4 separate regions of the Mus musculus genome follow, and all the other regions are linked to region 2. Evidence: chromatin contacts called from public promoter capture Hi-C data. All regions are on one chromosome and are shown on one strand. Each heading gives the region's core, a stretch centred on a gene start, on an enhancer-like site or on the middle of the called end of the contact. The rest is flanking DNA. Distances are from core to core; before and after follow the strand shown.

Region 1 (3,376 bases), core at 224-2,723, 440 kb after region 2:
TGTATGCGACAGTAACACATTTGAAATTAGAATTCAAATACTTTTATGTATTCATAAACCAGGAAACATGTTAAAGGACTGATCCCTTGATCCCTCAACGACATCTAAGTACCAAAGATCCATGAAACACAGCAAAAGTCAGATCGAATATCCCAATTCCATTGACAGTTAGTTACAAGGGAATTGAAGGCCTCCAAAGACCTTCACTGAAGAAATGGGCAGCTCAACCAGACAGAGAGAGAAGTACTAGCCCTACTCATAAACTTAAAGCATAAATACCCACCGCTCTCCAGAAAAATCACCAGGGCTATGGAGGCAGATTCACCAAAAATATCTAGTTTCCCAAAGGAAAACACAGAGCAAAGGAAATTCATAGAGCAGAGGAGAGGCAGAATCTAATTTAGAATACCAATTAAATAACCAATTTCATCTTTTTATAAACCAGGATTCTCGGTTTTGTTTAAAGGACCAGAAACTTAAGAGAGATAAGGCAAGACCACGTGAAATCATTTGTAAGGAAGGAGTAGGCAGCCCAGACTAGCCTCGAACCTCGAACTCAAGGTCCTCTTGCTTCAGTCTCCCAAACGTTGAGATTTAAAACCATGCAAAGTAGCAAAAAGTTTGAAACTATCAGATGCCTCAACTTTCCAATACGTGGCAAAAATCACTAACTTCATTTGGCCTTGACGTCCTTCCTCGTCTCTAAAACCTGAATGCTACCTATGGGCTGTTTATGGAATAGACAATGTCAGGCGCTTAGTGAACCAGAATGTACTGCCAAATGCAAAGAAATTGTTTTAAACCTGGCAGGAGCGACTTCCATTTTACTTCCCAAACGGAAACACCATTAGGTTAAATGTCTAGTTCCTCGAAAGGAAGCCAACAAAGCGGGCTCGGGTCTCAAAGAACCCTCCAAAAGCCCCCCAGGCCTTCTCGCGTCCCCTTAACCACCATCACCTGTTCAGGTGAGGGGGTGGGAGACTACCAAGGCGAACACCAACGTCAGGAGCTGCATACAATGACTCGCCCAAGGTCAAAAACATTACAGTGGAGACAAGCCAGGCTTGCCAGCGGCAGAGGATCTGTCTTCTCAGGTGCTGCCCCTTCCGGAGCCTCAGGGAGCGGCCAAGGGATGCGGGTCTGCAGAGAGCATCCGACCTCCTTCTGCAGGCCCACTCCTGACCACCGCGGGCGCGGCCAGCTCCTACGCCCACCCTCAGCTAGGGCCCCACCCCCGAGGCCAAGACCCCTGCGCGGGAGACCCCACAATAGGAAGTTTTCCCGGCTCGCACCCCACGCCAAGTCCACGGTCTCACGCACTATGGCGGCCCGGCCCAGGACCCCGGCGGCGACACCACCCAGGCGATGCCGCCGGACATTCAGCCTTTCCCCGACCAGCAAGCCCCTCCTTCGGCCCAGACAGCGAGCACAGACGACTGCAGACTTCCTCCGCGAGCTCCGCCTCTTCGCTGCCAAGACGCACCCTCCCACCGGAGACGACGGACAGGCCCGTGAACCAATCGAAGCACTCCGAACTGGAAGGGTCACGCGGACGGACAGACTCTGGAACCAATCCGTACGCGAAGCGGGAGGGGGCGTGGCTCAGTGTCTTGAGAGCCACGCCCCGTCTGTGCTTTCGCCACCGCGGAGGAGGCGAAGGAAACTTTCCCAGAGTTCCTTAGAGCTCCCTGGGTCCCCGCGGGGGCCCAGGAGACAGCAGCGGGCGGGGAGGGGGCTGGGGTCGGCTGCGGATTGGGTGAGGATCGGGCGGAGCACAAGGACACCGTTCCAGCTCTGAGAGGCCCCAGAAACCCTTGCTGTTGTGAGCCTGGTCAGCCGAAGGATGCGGCTGTCAGTCCGGCAGACATCCTCAGGCCAGGGGTGGGCCAGCTAGGTTCCAGGGTGGTGGGCAGCGTGCTCTCGACTGCCTGTGCAGCTACCACCGGAGCAGCCCAGCAAACATTCCCAGAAGCTGTCCGGTGGAGAGCAGACCACATCTGGGATGCGAGGCCAGAAGTCCCGCGTGCAGGACTTCGCGGTACACTGGCACCCTCCATTCTGATAGGTCTTCCGTTCCCAGTTCACTCGGGTGCAAGGGACAGCTCCAGGATGTCAGGTGCACACAGCCTTACCCCAAGCCCTGGGAGCCCGAGGCCCCACCCTGACGAGTACGCGTGTGTGATGCGCGGTAACCAGAATGACCTACGAGTGTGCATGTTGTCGCCTGAGGGGACACCATTCTACATTTGGAGACTGTGACTTCCAAACCAGGGCAAGAAGCATTAAAGACGCTAGCGGAGAGAATCTGGCTGGGGGCGGGCAGGGGGCGGTGCCGAGAGTCGGGGAAAAGGGTCACGTGGAGGAAGCGGAAGCGGAAGCGCCAGCCTTCTCTCACCTCCCAACCTATCATAGCACAGATCTGCTCTAAGACTGAACCTGGGTCTTCCTCCTACTTTTGTCCATCCTGGTCCAGGGCGATGGCTCTGCCTGGGGATCCGCGGCGCCTCTGCAGGCTGGTGCAAGAGGGCCGACTGCGTGACCTTCAGGAGGAACTGGCGGTAGCTAGAGGTTGCCGGGGGCCAGCCGGAGACACCCTTCTCCACTGTGCAGCACGCCACGGACGCCAGGATATCCTAGCGTACCTAGTGGAGGCTTGGAGTATGGACATCGAGGCTACCAACCGAGACTACAAGCGGCCTCTGCACGAAGCTGCCTCTATGGGCCACCGGGACTGCGTGCGCTACCTCCTGGGCCGAGGTGCAGTCGTGGACTCCTTGAAGAAGGCGGACTGGTAGGTGCCCAACCCACGGTCCAGAAAAGCTATATCGACACTCCCTGAAGAATCGCAGATTTTCATGTATTTTTCAGTGTGTTCGTTAGATTTATAACTTTTCTCAGCTTCTAATCTTCTCCCCGACCTCCCTTTCGTGTGGGTTTGGTTCTTTAGTTAGGGCAATCGTTTCCCGTCGAAAGAGTATGGAAATGTAATCAAGTGGAGTGAAACGGTTGAATTGTACTACTCGTGTGCCCAAGATGCGTTTTTCTGGAGACATCTTGCTAAAATTCCTGTTCACGATTACATAGTTTAATTTGCATGGCCACAGTGGATAAGTAGAGTTGATGAAATTCAGTTCGCCATGCACCGAATATTGAGTTCTTAGGCAGTTTTGTCACCTCTAGCCTTACAGAGCCACCAGCAGGGATGTTGGTGATACTCTCCCACCACTGAAAACAATTTCATTTCTTCCTAGATTGGCATCTTTTTTAGTTTCATGTCTAATTCCTAAGACCCTGTGAACTTCTTTAGGCTCATAACTTAATGAAATGCCCGCCTTCAAGTTATTTCAAGCTCTGTCAAAACATAGGGGCTGGAAAA
Region 2 (3,104 bases), core at 563-3,062:
GAGGGCAGCAGAGGAACGTGACAGAAGATGCTACTGCCGTCGAAAACGTTTTGTGAACCAAAATGAACTGGATTCTCCTGCTTCCTTCCTTCCTTCACCGTGAGCATCCTTCAAGGGAAGCTTGAGGGCAATCTACAAGAGTAATCCCAGCACTCAGGAGGCAGAGGCAGGCGGATTTCTGAGTTCGAGGCCAGCCTGGTTTACAAAGTGAGTTCCAGGACAGCCAGGACTATACAGAGAAACCCTGTCTCAAAAAAAAAAAAGAGAGAGAGAGTAATAGAAAGATGTCTAGCCAAAGGATGGTACGATGCAAGGACAAAATGTCACAATAGAGCCCATTATTACTGTGTACAATTAATAAATACTAGTGAATGGGGTGTATTGTAGGAAATAAAGGGGAAAACCTGCTTGTCATAAAGTGATTCAGAGCCCTGACAGCGAGCCTCTCAGGTCATGTGATCAAGGACTCTCAGTAGACAGGTCTTTGTGGAGCTCTTTGCCCTCCTGAGCTCAGTCTCTTCATCAATGAAAGGATCGTATTGATTGTATTCACTGGGTAAACACTCAGGTCACACAAACAGACCAGTGCAAACCTCCCTGAAACCAGCAAAGAACACTACAGATGACAGTGCAAATACTGTTGCTGACAGAGAGTTTGGGGTCATGGTCTGCTCAGTTCTCTTACAATTCCCCAGGAAGAGCCACAGATAGTAGGTTCTAGAAAGGAGAGAGCTGATGAGCAATGCTTTCAGCACCTAAGAAGATGTTCGCCAACCAGGAGATAGTTGTTGCTGAGTTTCTTAAATGCTCCCGTGCAGAAGACCCATAAACTTACCAACTGAAGTGAGCTTCACTCTTGTCATTTACCAAGTGAGGAGTGGCATTGTCCATGGGTATCTGAGACATGGTCAGTCTCCTGATATGGTACTCACCCTCCCATGTTGTAATGCAAGCTGTCTACTCTCCTATGTCACTTCCTCTTCCTGACACTTGCAAGAGAAGGGGTGGGGGCTGGCTGTTATTTTTCACTACCAGTAATTCCTCTGCAGCCACCTGCTGTGTCGCAAGGTTTCTAGAATCAACCAACACACCATGACGTCTTCCCCCTAAGATCAGGGAGTGAAGAAGACAGAGAGTAGACTGTAGCTAACTGCGTAGGGCACTAAAAGGGGGTCATGTTGTAAATTAAGGAAAGCCAGGGCAGAAGGATTTGGGTGTTTTGGTGAGAAAATTTAGGAAGAGAGTTATGAGGGACATCTCCATGTGGTCACTAACTCAGCTCAGATCTAATGCAGCGATCCAACCCCGGTTCCTTCTGCTGGCCTAATAACTTCAACGCTGCTTTTTCTCTCCAGTCTCATGTGCACCTCACGAGATGTGCGCTCAAATTTGTTTCCACATACTAGCGGCAGAAAAAAGAACACAAAACTCTAGCACTTACTTCTCCCTCCATCTCTACTCGGTATGGTCCCCTCTGTGTCAGACATTTTTCACAGTGACAATTTGATTGGACCTAGAGTTTTTAAGTTCAGATGCAGGTACCCTAAATTCAGTTGCCTCCGTGGCTGGAATGACCACATCCCCGCTCTACCTAGAACACTCTTTGCTCATGAGTTTGGGGAAGTAACCAAACCAGCCCACCAGACCATGCTAAACAAACAACCCAAGGGAAGGGCCAGGCTTCCTGGAAGGCTAAAGGGCTTGCACTGATGCCCGCCTTTAATCGCGTTTGAGCCATTTAAACCACATGATGGCAAGCTTCCGCTGCCCCTCCCCTACAGCCCAGCCTCCCGCTTTTTCTCTTGCTGTGCTTCCTCATCTCATGACGCTGGCAAACCTTCAGGCTGCTTATTCAACCTGTCGCAAGACACTCTCTGTGCCAAAGAAAAAGAAAGAGAATGAAGGGGCCCTGTGCTGGCTCCAGGGCACTGGCTGCCAGGCTAGCCCAGGATGATGCAGCCCAAGGCCCCATCAATAGCTGGAGGCAAGCAACACAAACGAGCCTTCTGATTCAAAGTCTGCACCTAAGGAAAAAAAAAAAAAGAAGGAGCTAATTCTTAATGTCATGATCCTGTGCATCCATAGCCGAAGCCCATAGCCACTCACGTTCATACGATTACTCAAACAGATATTTGTTGAGGGCCTACTATGTGTAAGACACTACGCAAACAATCCTTTACTTGTATGGACCATGTAGAATACATAATGACTCTTATGACTCAGCAAGAAAATAACAAAAGCCCGAGCTAAAAATGGAGGAATTGAATAGATTTTTTTTTCTCTAAAATCTGGACAAATAGCTAGTAACAATACGAAAAGATGTTCAATATCATTAGCTGCTACACTGTGAATAATACTATTGTAAAAATTGTGCAATGTGTCTTTTAAAAAATAGTCTGGCAATTAAAGATTTTTTTAAAAAAAAACTGTACACTCACCCTCTTCCTGCTGCCTTCAGATCACGATGTAGAACTCTCAGCTCCTTCTCCAGGACCATGCCTGCCTGCTGACATGCTTCCCACAATGACAATGGACCAAACCTCTGAATCGTAAGCCAGCCCTCAATTAAATATTTTCCTTTATAAGAAAAAAATAAATAAACTTACCACATGAGCTAACCATTACTCTTACAGTTGTGTACTCAAGAGAAACGAAGACACGTGCACATAAGAAGGCCTGTACAAAGCTTCTTTGAAACTTCATTCAGTGTAGCCAAAAAGGAGCAACATCAGAGGCGATCAACCGACAGGCAGAAGGGGTGTGCCCATATAATAGAATACTACTCAACAGTTAAAAGGAACAAAGTGGCTAATACGAGGTGCAATAGTAGTAAGTCTCAGAAACACTAACCTACATAGGCGAAGAAGGCACAAAAGAGTACACAGAATAGAATCCCATTTACATAGAAAGTCCAATACAAGCAAATCTAATGAGACAAGAAATAGGTTATCGATTTCAAGCTCAGAGCATAAGGAAAACTGAGTGCTAACGGGCACAAACCCTTTGTGAGGGGTGATCAGAATGTCCTGAAGTCAGCTTGTGGTGATAACTACACAACTCTGATAATATGTAGAACAATAAAGTGTGGACTTTAAAATGGCTGT
Region 3 (3,122 bases), core at 148-2,647, 290 kb after region 2:
ATTTAGAAGTCAGCTTGATATCCACTTAGAGGAGGGGCAGTAGCGTCCATACTAGGGTCTGTAACTTCTCCCATCATGGGCTTTAAAATGCTTTATTAAACCAGACTGTTCCGTAGTGTGAGCTAAGCATCAGGATGAAGAGCCCAGAGACCAGATAAATTGAGGTCTTGCAAAGTCATGTCCTCAGGACAAAGGGAAAGGTGTTGTTTTGGTTTCTCTCACTCTAACTTGCCAGTGAAGGTAGGACAGTGCACCAGAGAGGATGGCTTTATCAAAACATCTGTTAGTGTGACCTTCAGAGAAGCCTTCAGGTGAATTTCTCGACTTTTCCCCTTAACAGATATTTTCTTTCCTCTTTGCTTCCTACCTCTCATTTCCTTTCTATTTAGAGATTTTCCTTGAACAAAAACAAAGGTCACTTCTATTACAAAGAAAAGTTGAAGATTAGAATTTAATATTTGTCTCTCTTGGAGTGCTGGTTTTCTGTGCTCCAAAGAGGACATTTTGCTCCGCTAGATATGAACATTGTTCCAGAAAAGAAAGGAAGTCTGAAACTTCTTCTTCACATTCACATGGGGGCTGTTGGAGACCACGAGGTGGCTTGGCTCTGCACCATCGAGAAGGAAAGAAGGTCTTGGAATTGAGCAGCCCCCATAGAATCGCCCGGGGTTAAGGGGGCAAGCAGCTGTAGGCCCTACTGCCTTGTTCAGTGTGAGATCATTTCTACTATACCCACAGAACTGGAACTTCACTCGGCTGTCCTTTAATGTGGTCTGTCCCCTCCAAATCTCAAGTCGAAATTCGGTTGTCACTGTGGTGGTGCTGCTGCTGGGAGATGGGAGCCTTCATGAGGCGGTTAGACCGTTAGCTGTGACTAATGCCATTCTCATGGGAACAGCTTGTCATGAAGCAGGCTGCCCCCCCTCCTCTCTCTCATTTTTTTTTTTTTTTTGAGACAGGGTTTTTCTGTATAGCCCTGGCTGTCCTGGAACTCACTTTGTAGACCAGGCTGGCCTCGAACTCAGAAATCCACCTGCCCCTGCCTCCCGAGTGCTGGGATTAAAGGCGTGTGCCACCACGCCCGGCTGCCCCTCTCTTTCTGTCAGCTCCAAAAATATCTGCTTGCCTTTCCTTTTTCTTCCATGGGTTGAAGCAATATGAAGTCTTCGTGAGAAGCTTAAAACACTCTGATGCCATGTTTGGAAATTCCCAGTCTCCTAAATCTAGAAAGACTTAGGGAAAAACTTTCATTTTGGGGTGATGGAGAGGAGGCTGTGGAGACAGGGCCTCATGTAGCATAGGATAGCCTTCTGCCTATGCCTCCTAAGTGCTGGAATAACAAGGATGCACCATGACTCATGACGTAATCACTATCTCAGGGTTTGTTGTTGCTGTTGTTATAGCAACAGAAAATGGAAGAAACCAGGGCGCTCATTCATTTCACCTCACTCCTTTCTGACTACTGAAGCTTTGGGGAAATAAATGGAACATGAAGATTAAAGTATCCACACTGTGGTAAATCTAGATTGGAATACATGATGGATCTGAGGCATAAATGACTAGAGGCTTGGGACTTACATGTGGGGAGTTGGGGTAGGGAAGAGACTCTTGTTCAGCTACTCTATGGAGGAAGAGGCTTGTCTTGACCTGCTTCAGAGCAGAGAGCTTACACCACCCTTTGTACATTCATTCTCTTGGGAGCAAAAATATTGGCCAATGCTCACTAGACTTAGCCCATCAACTTCTTCTTCTTGGAAGAAGACTAGAAAGAGGGTCAAGAAGATGACAACTTCTATTCAGTACTCCTAGTAGCTAGGATGCAATACACAGATGTTGTCTATACCTAGATTTATATTTCTTGCTTGAAATAATGGATTGGTAGGAACATGGCTTTAAAGAATTGTGCTTAAAGAATTGAGATTATAAAGTTGCTACAAACGATTTATTAAATCTAGAACTAGGAGTTGTTGAGGGCTGTGGACATGGCTCAGTGGAAGAACTTGCCAAGCATTTCCATACCCAGCTTGGGAATAGGCCCATGCTTGTAATTCTGGAATTAGAGAGGCTGAGGCAAGAGGGATCTTAAGTTCAATACCAGCTTGGGCTTCCTGTCATGACCCTACCACAACACAAGCTGGGGAAGGGCAGCCACTATTCTAATTCTTTCCTGTGTCATTGGGAGAGGAAGGGCTCCCTAAGGAACTCTGGTTAGCCTGGTGTTTACTCTGTAGACCAAGCTAGCTTCAAAGTTGCTATGGTCCTCCTGCCTCTGACTCCTAGATGCTAGGATTATGGGCATACAGCAACATGCATGGTTTTCTTTAAATCCATTCTGAATTTTACATTAATATCTTTAAATTTTATTTTATTATTTTTAGTGTGTATCAGTGTTTTGCTTGCATGTAAATCTGTGCACCATGTGTGTACAGTTCCCATGGAGGTCAGAAGAGGGCTTTGATCCTCTGGGATTAGAGTTACAGATGATTGTGAGCATCTATTTGGGTGCTGGGAATTAAAACCTGGGTCGTCTAGGAGAGAGGTTAGTGCTTTTAACCACTGAGCCAATTCTCTAGCCACAGACTTTTATATTTTATAGTTAAGTTTGTTTTCCTTTATGTACCTACTCAGCCCACAGTCACTGTCGTTAGAATTGTCTATCTCCCCTTCCCAACACACACACTTTCCTGCAACTACAACCATCTGGTTGACCAAGGCTTTTGGCACTGCTGTCTGCTTCTTGAGATAAGACTGGGCATATTCAGGATGGTATGATGACCCTTTTGACTGCGCCAGAAAGCAACAGGAATGGGGCTCTGGCTTGGGGAAATTCAGATTCATTGGCTGTTTATGGATAATCACATACTTACTGAGAAAAGGAATGAGTAAGACTGGGAGCTATAGGCAGAGCCTTGTAATGTTTATTCATTAAACGTCTCTACTTCTTTCCCTTTAACTCATTCAAGCTACCATACCTAATGAGCTCCCTGGGTCTTGTGAAAAACTCCTATATCTTCCCATAAATCTGCTCTCCTCAAAGTGTTTTTTTTGTAAAATAGAACAACATAATTTAACATGCCTTGTCTTTGAGAAGGTTTAATTAGTAGCTCCAACTTGATGTTCTA
Region 4 (3,193 bases), core at 599-3,098, 370 kb after region 2:
TTTCTACATTGAAGCCACAAATTTCAGTTTGGTTTCAAAAAATTAAGGGCACTTATTGAGTTGCTGAGGGTGACACTAGGAAACTATGTTGCTGTCCCCACACAGCACACACAGAACCTCATGTGACCCGAGCTGGCAATGAAGTTGCTGTGTAGTAAGTCTGGCTTCTAGTCCTCTCGACTCTGCCTCCTATGAGCTGGGACTCAGGAGTGTGTACCACCATGCCTGGCTACCTCTCCTTTTTTGATATTTGAAAATGTCCATCATAAAAGGAGTGTTTCTAAGTTTGAAGCACATAAAATGTTGGCATTCATTATACTTTTTAAAAAACGTGTGTGAATGCTGACTATACATTTGTCTGTGTACTGTGTGCATGCAATGCCCAAAGATGAGGGAGCTGGATCCCCTGAAACCAGAATTATGGACAGTGATGAGCACCATGTGAGTGTTGGAACCCAGTACCTTTGGAAGAGCATACAGTTCTCTCTCTCTCTCTCTCTCTCTCTCTCTCTCTCTCTCTCTCTCTCTCTCTCCATCCAGTACTCTTAACCGCTGAGCTATCTCTCCAGGTTTTTCATTGACTATAAGAGACTGGAATATGTGGTTTCTGATCCTCTCTCTGAATTTTTATTGTGTGTATTTCATATTTATTGTGCCAATCTTAAGACTCTTTAGGGAAGAGGGTCAAGTATAGAGCTCACTGTTGTCCACCATGCCTAGGGGATGGGTGACTTCAATCACACGTCATTCCATTCTTTCCAAACAGAATCAGCATGCGTTCTCTCAGTAGCTTCATTATGGTGCCAGATTGTATTTAGGGACCTATAGACTGAAAGGCAGGCGTGTCTGTCTTCTTACGCCACATCTACATATTTAAGGGCGTTTCTGACTGAGCACTCATGTCCGTCTGTCCCCCCACCCCTTCCCCAGATCTGGTCCTCCACAGTATGGGACTTAAAATTCCAGTAAAGTTTTTTTTGTTTGTTTGTTTTTTGTTTTTAATTAATCCACACACTTAGAAGGGGATGTCTTTCTTAGACTCTGAAGAGTTGTGTATTGACTAAAGAAATTATATGTGAGGTACAAAGATGAATAATGTACCTTCCTTCTTTCTTCCTCCTCCTCTTCCTTTCCTCTTCTTCTCTCCCCTCCCCCTCTCCTCCCTCCTCTTTCTCCTCTTCTCCTTTTCCTTCTCTATATCTTTTTCTCTCCCCCTCTTCCTCTTCCCTGTCTTTCCTCCTTTTTCTATTCTTTCCCCTCCCTCTCCTCTTCACCCCTTCTTCCATTTCAAACACTTGGCACTTTCTTGAGTTGGAAAGGTACAGCCGGAAGAAGGCAAAGTGTCCAAGGCCTGGCCACTGCCAGCACCACTGCAGGCAGGCAGCCAGGAGCAGCTGTGTGGAAGCCAGGAGCAGCTTGGAGCCCGAGTGCACCAGGAAAGTGACCCGGGTGTAGAATCGTCCGCCCAGAACTTCCCGTTGGCTGCACTGGGGCGACACCTATGCAGTCGCCCAAGGACACAGAGCACGGACAGTCAAGCTCAGGGCTACTTAGAGGGAAACTCTGAAAGTTGAAATCTGAAGGTCAGCAGCCAGGACAGATGACAAGTGAACAAGGCTGAAGTCAGGTGTGGGCGCAGAGTGGATTCAAAGGAGTTTGCCTCTGCAGGGAAGACAGCATTAAGGAATGAAAAGGGAGATCGCCGGCTTCTACGGGTGAGGGCCCCCGCGCGCGCTTCGGGGGACAGGAGCAGCCCAACTGGGGAGGGGGCGTCACTGCAGGCTGCCGGGGCTTCTTCCAAAGCAGGGGTGGGGATGCTGAGTCACAGATCTGTCACCACTTCGCACCTCTCTGCAATCCGGGGGCTAAAGCAAAAGCGAAAGCGAATACTCCTTAGCAGCGGTCTGGTCCTGGAGCTGAGCTCGCCACCTCCCAGGGACCCCAGCCTTGCGTCCCGTTGGGTCACTGCTGGGGACAATTGGCCATGGCCTCGCCGCAGCTCCGGGGCTATGGAGTCCAGGCCATTCCTGTGTTGCTGCTGCTGCTGTTGCTACTGTTGCTCCCGCTGAGGGTGACGCCGGGTAGGGAGCATCATGCGCCGGAACAGGGGAGCAGAGGGGGACCCCAACGCCCAGCTGAACTTGATTCGTGTGTGTGTGTGTGTGTGGGGGTCACATCTTCTGGGAACTGAGCCAGGAGTCCAGCTGAGAGGATCGCAGTGGGTCTGGGGGTGATGGAGGGAGCTGGGTGGGGGTGGGGGGACACGTGGAGGGAGCCTGGGAGAGCGCAGATAAGAGAGTGGCCCCTTGCCCTGCTCTAGACTGGCTCCCGGACCATACGTGCAAGGGAGTTGAGCGATCCCACCGGCGTTTCGGCGACTTAGGGAGAGCAGGTCTGACAAGTTCGATAAGACTTAAAGAACTTAGAGAAATGTGTGAGTGTGCCTCTGCCAGCCCACCTGGCGCAGCTGTGGGGTGTCGCGCCTGTGGGGTTCCAGGAGGGGCTTGAGGAAAAACCACCCTTCATGACTTTCAGGTCAAAGTAAATTAGATGGAAGGCACTGGGCAAAGTACTGCGCTCCGCGGGAGGAAAAACAAAACAAAACAAACAAACAAACAAACAAAAACCACGTGTGGAGCAGGCAGGTTGCGCATCTGAACGCTACAAAACAGGTCCAGGTTCTCAAGCGCACTGGCAACTTGGGGCCCGGACGATTGGAGAGGAGGAGAGACTGTTTTCCCATGGAAGAAGGGGTGTCACATGTTCCAGAATGTGTCGTCTAGATCTAATCTCGGGAAGAATGAATTGAGACTCCTAGTTTTGTTCCAATAGGTCTAGAAGGAAAGAGCGAGAACAGTTGGGTCTAGCAACGTCCGGACCCAGGATGTCGCATCTTTTTATAAACATGAAATTCTTCAGAGTCTGTTAAAAAAATCTACGTACTCCCTGCACAGAAATGTGTGTGAAAGCACATGCTTGCAAATGTGCACAGGATTTGGGGACCGAGGACAATGACGTCATCCATGGACTTTCCTGCAAGTTAGCAATTCCTTAGCCCTGAGTGTGTTTTAAAGCAAGATTTCCCAGTGATGGGCGTCTGACTCAGTCTCCTTGGAACTTGGTCATAGTTATCCCACACAGACTTGAGCCTGGGGTTGGCTCTGTAGGGGTGTTACGGGGCTTCATTTATTCT

What was found. Promoter capture Hi-C pulls out the DNA fragments that hold promoters and counts their contacts.
Region 1: a promoter capture Hi-C map of pre-B cells shows a contact between it and region 2, with 6 times the contacts expected there. The contact joins the promoter of Fbh1 here to the enhancer-like site in region 2. A contact is called at or near these places in 6 of 39 promoter capture datasets (the C10 cell line, the HPC-7 cell line, liver and 2 more), 9 of 484 Hi-C or Micro-C datasets (B cells, the HPC-7 cell line, LSK cells and 6 more), 7 of 115 datasets of contacts at active chromatin or transcription factors (the 230-238 cell line, bone marrow-derived macrophages, large pre-B cells and 3 more) and 2 of 9 other capture datasets (adipose tissue and liver).
Region 3: a promoter capture Hi-C map of pre-B cells shows a contact between it and region 2. The contact joins two enhancer-like sites. A contact is called at or near these places in 4 of 39 promoter capture datasets (the C10 cell line, hippocampal neurons, neural stem cells and 1 more), 1 of 484 Hi-C or Micro-C datasets (bone marrow-derived macrophages), 2 of 115 datasets of contacts at active chromatin or transcription factors (T-cell acute lymphoblastic leukemia and microglia) and 2 of 9 other capture datasets (adipose tissue and liver).
Region 4: a contact with region 2 is called in a promoter capture Hi-C map of pre-B cells, with 4 times the contacts expected there. The contact joins the promoter of Il15ra here to the enhancer-like site in region 2. A contact is called at or near these places in 10 of 39 promoter capture datasets (the C10 cell line, the HPC-7 cell line, HPC-7-derived erythroid cells and 5 more), 2 of 15 datasets of contacts at CTCF or cohesin (embryonic stem cells and large pre-B cells), 30 of 484 Hi-C or Micro-C datasets (B cells, the C10 cell line, CD4 T cells and 19 more), 13 of 115 datasets of contacts at active chromatin or transcription factors (the 230-238 cell line, DN3 thymocytes, the SCID.adh cell line and 9 more) and 3 of 9 other capture datasets (adipose tissue, embryonic stem cells and liver).

The regions. Positions count from the first base shown.
Region 1 is chr2:11,776,112-11,779,487 of GRCm38.p6, forward strand. It overlaps Fbh1 (F-box DNA helicase 1), which reads right to left and starts at 1,474. Exons shown (of 21, transcript NM_015792.2): 1 at 1,321-1,474. The coding sequence starts at 1,321. It overlaps Ankrd16 (ankyrin repeat domain 16), which reads left to right and starts at 1,642. Exons shown (of 7, transcript NM_177268.4): 1 at 1,642-2,791. The coding sequence starts at 2,478.
Region 2 is chr2:11,331,684-11,334,787 of GRCm38.p6, forward strand. No RefSeq gene overlaps it. Among named protein-coding and RNA genes, the nearest start is that of Gm13293, 6.3 kb to the right of the region's middle. Within about 2 kb of position 1,813, at least 129 of the 459 cell types and tissues checked have an H3K27ac peak or open chromatin away from gene starts, as enhancers often do. A contact at or near this core is called in the 230-238 cell line, B cells, CD8 T cells and 16 more, where this site is marked.
Region 3 is chr2:11,622,529-11,625,650 of GRCm38.p6, forward strand. No RefSeq gene overlaps it. Among named protein-coding and RNA genes, the nearest start is that of Il2ra, 19 kb to the right of the region's middle. Within about 2 kb of position 1,398, at least 35 of the 459 cell types and tissues checked have an H3K27ac peak or open chromatin away from gene starts, as enhancers often do. A contact at or near this core is called in pre-B cells, where this site is marked.
Region 4 is chr2:11,703,864-11,707,056 of GRCm38.p6, forward strand. It overlaps Il15ra (interleukin 15 receptor, alpha chain), which reads left to right and starts at 1,849. Exons shown (of 7, transcript NM_008358.2): 1 at 1,849-2,081. The coding sequence starts at 1,985.